Linked DNA regions of Mus musculus: region 1 is linked to region 2. A link is a contact called in public Hi-C data. All regions are on one chromosome and are shown on one strand. The core of a region is the stretch at or near the end of the contact, and the rest is flanking DNA. Distances in the headings are between cores, read along the strand shown. Region 1 overlaps 6030407O03Rik (RIKEN cDNA 6030407O03 gene). Region 2 overlaps Gm31137 (a long non-coding RNA gene).

Region 1 (3,003 bases), core at 232-2,731, 720 kb after region 2:
ACACACACACACATACACACACACACACACATACACACACAAAACACCTTGCAATGACATGTGAACGTGCTGCATTGAAGACACCTTCCTTTTACTGAAGGGATTCTCACAGTCTCAAAAAAAATGCTTTTATAGGCCCGTGAGGCTAAGTCACTTCATGCATCTAAACTGGCTTCTCCCTGCAGAATCTAGAAAGGCAGAGCCCTGTCATAGTCTGGGAAACCCCATGGTGAAATGAAATAGAGGCAATGAATCAACCAAATTAACCACTATTGAGTACAGGAGGTGTAGGTGGTATGTATGCTACACCTCTACTGAGCCATTCAAGTGCTGCTTAGCCTTCTAATTCTGGAGCTGACCAACCAGGGTGCAGGATTTCTTCATATTGTGTACAGAGGAAGGCCTCGTATGCAACCTGAAGCATAAATGTTCAACAACGTTGTACCAGTTAAATTGAGTTAAACTCCTCTGGTCCTGGGGGTGTTGGTCTCTGTAGGGAAAAATAGAGACACACTTCCAACACAGGCTTCCTCTGGGGAGCTATTCATCAGTGTTCTCTCTCAAAGAGGCCAAACAGTCTTACTTGGCCTCAGGATGGATGAAAGAAACACTCCTTGTTTTCACACCTCCTTCTCACTCAGCTGAATCACAGGAGAGAGAGCCGCAAGCATAACAGGTGGAACTAACTATCTAAGATGGCATCCTGCATTCCCCTCAGAAAAGAAGAAGTTGAGTTCAATCAGTTCGGAAAGCCGGGTTGTGAAGACCAGATGTCGGGAAATGGGGATCAAGCTGCGCCCAGAGAGGTACCACATTTATTTCCCTTGTTTAGTCTCTGCTCTATTTGGAGTTTCTGCCTAGAGGGTGACTGGGAGGGTTATGGTCTCTAAGATGTCCAAAGCCAGTCACTTCTGTGTATAGGTCACACAGGAGCAATGCTGGCATGGAGAATGTCTCCCCTGCCCTAAGCTGGCACCATTTGCTCCTATACTTGGCCTTCTTGACTCTCTTTCTGCCATCTGTGATTCATAGAGCCAATCATACCATCCTGTCACATGGGAGTTCCTCATTATGTTGGTCCATTTCCTTCTCCACTGGACTTCACTGTTTGGTTATTGTCCTAGTTAAAGTGTGTCTCCCAGATCTAAACATGCTGCTTCTGAAACTGCATCCCTCTCTGGTATCCAAAGAGCTGAAGCAAGACTTCCTGCAAATCATGATGAGGACAGGCACATACACAAATGTCTGCTGCCGTCCGAAGCTGGGACTGTGTAGGGGTGGCCATAGAGTCCCCGGGGGATGCGCATGTCATCCAGATCACTCCAGTGGCTTCCACCCCTCACCTTCCTCCTCTCCAAGGATGTCTTTTTGGGAGATGTTCTATGGGCCCTCATGCTGGACGGCCACCCCACAGCCTGGGAGGATTCTATTTCCAGCCACCTCTCTTGCACAAGTGGAGATCCGGCCAGCCCGATGGATTCTTGGGATGGGAAGCTCTGGGAGAGGCCAGATTGTTATCACTGTCAGATACAATTTCCTCCCCCGACACTGCCCTCCGCCAGCCCGCAGTGTCCATCTGTCTTGGAAACAGTAAGGTCCCGGCTGAGTATTTTTAGACAAGGCCTTTGTTGGTCTGGAGTTACTTCCCACCAGAGCTGTCAGCTCTGTCCACTCTTTCTCTTCTTGGTCTGTGGTAAGATCTCTAATGATCTGTTAAGCACATGCAGGGCTGAATGTCGTTAGAAAGGTGGAGATGCTGCCTGCCCTCCCTCCTCACCTCCTCCTGCAAGGGTGACTTTTCCTGTTTTGACTTGCTTCAGGTGTTTTGTTTTGTCTTCGCTTCCTGGTCTTTTTTATTGTCCTGTCACTATTTTGAAAAAAAGAAAAAGAAAAATGTGTCACTTCTCTCAACCCTCAAAAAAAAGTGTTATTTAAAGATTTCCTGTGGTGTGGGAAGTTGCACAGTGCTTATGACAGGTAAGTTTGGGAAGAAGAAATAACATGGAAGGCAAGGGGAACAAGCATAGCTCAGCGATAGCACTGATGCTCACCAATTGGTTACTAGGGACCGTTAAGTTCAACCATTGTTTTACAGATTGGGAAACGGAGGCACTATGAAGGAAACAGAAATCAAGGCTCAGCAAGTAAAACCAGGCATGCCACACTCATACTGGGCAAACTGAAGCATCACAAGCTCCAGCTTGCTATGGCGCCAAAGCATGAGAGTGAAGGCTTATGGGAAATGATGGGAACTTGAGAAGAAAGATCCTCTGGAAGAGGAGATGTGTTCTGGGTAGAAGAAGGGGGATTGGGGCTGGAAACCTATGATACAGAGCTGTACACGTGACTAGTCAGGGAAGAGAAGGGAGAGAGTGGACAAAAGAGGGGAAACTCCTACAGGGAGGGGAGCCCTTAGGAAGAGGCCAGGCGAAGGGCATAAGAAGAGGAGACTAGAGTATCTGCTCGTCAGAGGACTTCAGAACTCAGCCCTGCCTTATCGGGAACCCAGGAAAAGGTGCTTTAAATAGACACTCAGCAGACTGTGACCTGTGTCATTTGGCCAAACGGTTTTGGGAGTGGATTTTAAGTGTCCTGGAAAACAAGCTATGATATATGCCTGGTTCCAGACTATTTTTGGTTGATTTAAATCATGAAAATCTTGATGTTCGAGTCTATGTGAGTGGATGCTCTGGACAAAAACATTGAGCATGAAGCTGGCCCCAGGAGACTGGGAATGCTACCCTATTTGGCTACAATCCCACAGCAGGACAATGGGAGAGGTCTTCTGGCTTTCAGGCCTCAGTTTCCCCTCAAAGAGTATAAGATCTGCTTTATCACTTTTCAAGCTCTTTCCTTATTAGCATTGCCTTTGAATTAGTCAAGATCTGATGGCAGGTAGGCCAGAGTCCCTCTCTTCCAGGTGGCCATTTAAAGTTTTTATTTTCTAACATACATGGAAATGAAAATCTTCTATGGAGTATATAGACTCAAAGAACCTGGATT
Region 2 (2,708 bases), core at 85-2,584:
AAGAGAGGGGCAGAGAGTATCTGGTCAGTTTCAGGGACTTCCTGAAGCCTTGCGTTTAGGGAGCTTCAGGGCAGGCTGGGATGTTTCATGTCTCTTTAGAACACACCATGTTTTAATAAACTTCTGCACGAGGTAGAAGGATCTATCTTAGAGAATGTTGCCAGGCAACAGAAGTTAGTTGAATTGGAAGCTACTGGGTTAAACATATAGTTAGAAGAAACTTTGACAAAATGCTGACATTTCTTACAAATTCAAGAATGAGATACACCATGCCACCATTCCTATTTAATTGACTAAGAGACATGTTTCTTGCTTCCCTGAATATTTTTTTTTTGCGGGGGGGGGGGGGGGCTTGTCTAACGTTCCACAAATGGTCTGGAAATTGCAGAGTCAGCAAATCACTGCCATACAATGAAATCCCCTGCCTTGCCCTATACATTCTTTAGCACATACCACTTTCTGCATCTTGAATCCATCCATCCATCCAAAGTGGCTTGTATTCCAGGCACTGCATATGCTAGTTTTTCATCTTATTCATTTGCAACACAGCACTCTTCTATAGATTTTTATAAAGCAGGAAAGGTGAGTGGGCTGGGTTTTAAATCTAACTTTCCTAATTAAGATTCCCCTGTTGCTGTTCTATTCTCGGGTTTTCTTCTAGTTGACCATTCTCTTTCTAAGAAAATACCAATTCCCAACTCAAATCTTGTTTCTTTCAGTGGATTCTCCTTCATCCTTACCTGCCCTTGGCAGAGAGATCCCTCCCTCTTAAACTCTAGTCTAACATCTCCACCAAAATTTGGCACATACTTGATCTGATTACTGGTTAGTGGCAGGGTGGGAAGGGGAGAGACTTTATGGCTGAGGAAACTGGTAGACAATGTGGATCAGTTACTTGCCTACCATTACAAAGCAAGTCAGTGATGAAGCCAAAAATTTAACCTAATTTTTCTAGTCTCTGGACCATATTCTTTCTCCCATTCTGTGCTGTCTCCACCCAGATCAATTACTATTTCATAGCTGAAGGAGCCAAGGCCAATGAAGGGAAAACCACACAGAATTCTAGCAGCAGCGAGAGGGCCACCTGTAAAGGCTCACACTGGGGACATTTCCTTCTTAGCAGGCTCTGCCCCCTGGTTTGGTAAGAACCCAGACATTGCTGCCAATCTGCTCCTGCTACCTGCGTGCCATGGAAATTGCAGCTTGCAGCTCCAGCAACAGCAGGAGGTGCTTGCCTCCTCCTTGGGGAACAGCCAAGGCAGGTCAGCCTGTTAGCCTGCAGACCCAGCATCTAAAATAAACCAAGCAACAACCCCAGTGGAAACCAGGCAGCTAGCCCAAAAGAAACAGCACAGCCTCCCACCAGCCAAGGGCCATGGAGAACACACACTTGCAGGCTGTTGTTTCATCCTTGTCTTTTAGTGAGAATGAACCACAGTCACCCTGGTTCTAGAATTTTGGGCTGGCAGATACTGAGGGAGCTAAGATCCCAGAGAAACTTTGTTGTAAGCATTTAGTGTGCTATGCTAGGGACATAAATGATCATAGTTGTGTCTTTCCACAATGCCAGTATTTATTGAATAATAAATACACAAGCTACAGTATATATATATAGTATAATTGGTCACAATTTTCCTTGGTAACTGGCAGTTGGAAATAATAGATTCTTTTATTCTAATCTTAATTACTACTTTAACTCTCAGATCACATTACACCACATGCAGTGTTTTGCCCTGAGAGATTCCATTTTACAAGTAGTCTCTCACTCCATTTTGAGTGTATATGCAGGAGGGTGGCTCTGTACTTTGCTGAGCACATTAGCAATACTGTCAGAACTATGCAGAAGCCATAGACTGATAAATAACTTATTCCCATTAATTGGGACAGTAGGAACATGCAAATGTATTAAAATCATATCATAAATATGCTGAAAATTTACCGAGTTTTAGAACTTTATTTTTAATTCTCTGAGACCTTCATATAATATATTTTGATTGTATTAATCTCCCCCCAAACTCATCCAAGACCCACCATCTACCCTCTCAAATTTGTGGATTCTCTTTTTCAAACCTATCAAGTACAATTTGTATTATCCATATATTCTTGGATGTGTGGACTTCCAGTGGAATGTGTTCCACCTACCAGGGCCTACACTCTTAGAGAACTCCGACTCTCCCCATCCCAGCTATGGGTGGGACTTCATGACTACCTCCCTCTCCATCCTCGGGTTTGGTCTGGCTTCATCTTACATGGCTTTCATGCATAGTCATAACTATTGTGGGCTCATATATGCAACTATCCTGTTGTTTTTAGAGAAAATTGTTTCCTTGTAGTCTGGTTCTTAAAATCTTTCCACCCTGTAGTGGCTTGAATATGAATGGCTTCCATAGGCTCATATATTTGAATGCTTAGTCATCAGGGAGTGGAACTCTTTGAAGGGATTAGAAGTAATAAGAAGTATGGCCTTGTTGGAGAAAGTCACTTGGTGTGGTCTTTGAAGTTTCAAAAGCTCATAACAATCCCAGAGTCTCTCTCCCTGCCTATGGATCAAGTTGTTGTTCTCAGCTACTATTTCAGTGTCTGCCTGTGTGCTGCTATGCTTTCCACCATGATTATAAAGGACTAAGCCTCTGAAACTGTAAACAACCCCTCCCCCCAGTTAAATACCTTCTCTTATAAGAGCTATAGTGGTCACGTGTTTCTTCATG

What was found. A called contact is a pair of places that touch in the nucleus more often than the background predicts.
Region 1: a Hi-C map of cerebellum shows a contact between it and region 2, with 1.8 times the contacts expected there. The contact joins two enhancer-like sites. A contact is called at or near these places in 1 of 484 Hi-C or Micro-C datasets (cerebellum) and 1 of 9 other capture datasets (embryonic stem cells).

Annotation. Positions count from the first base shown.
Region 1 is chr1:73,716,075-73,719,077 of GRCm38.p6, forward strand. The region is part of intron 6 of 6030407O03Rik (RIKEN cDNA 6030407O03 gene); the gene reads right to left. Among named protein-coding and RNA genes, the nearest start is that of Gm29183, 110 kb to the right of the region's middle. Within about 2 kb of position 1,482, at least 10 of the 459 cell types and tissues checked have an H3K27ac peak or open chromatin away from gene starts, as enhancers often do. A contact at or near this core is called in cerebellum, where this site is marked.
Region 2 is chr1:72,991,992-72,994,699 of GRCm38.p6, forward strand. All of the region lies in intron 1 of Gm31137 (a long non-coding RNA gene), which reads left to right. Among named protein-coding and RNA genes, the nearest start is that of Gm31137, 8.5 kb to the left of the region's middle. Within about 2 kb of position 1,335, at least 8 of the 459 cell types and tissues checked have an H3K27ac peak or open chromatin away from gene starts, as enhancers often do. A contact at or near this core is called in cerebellum, where this site is marked.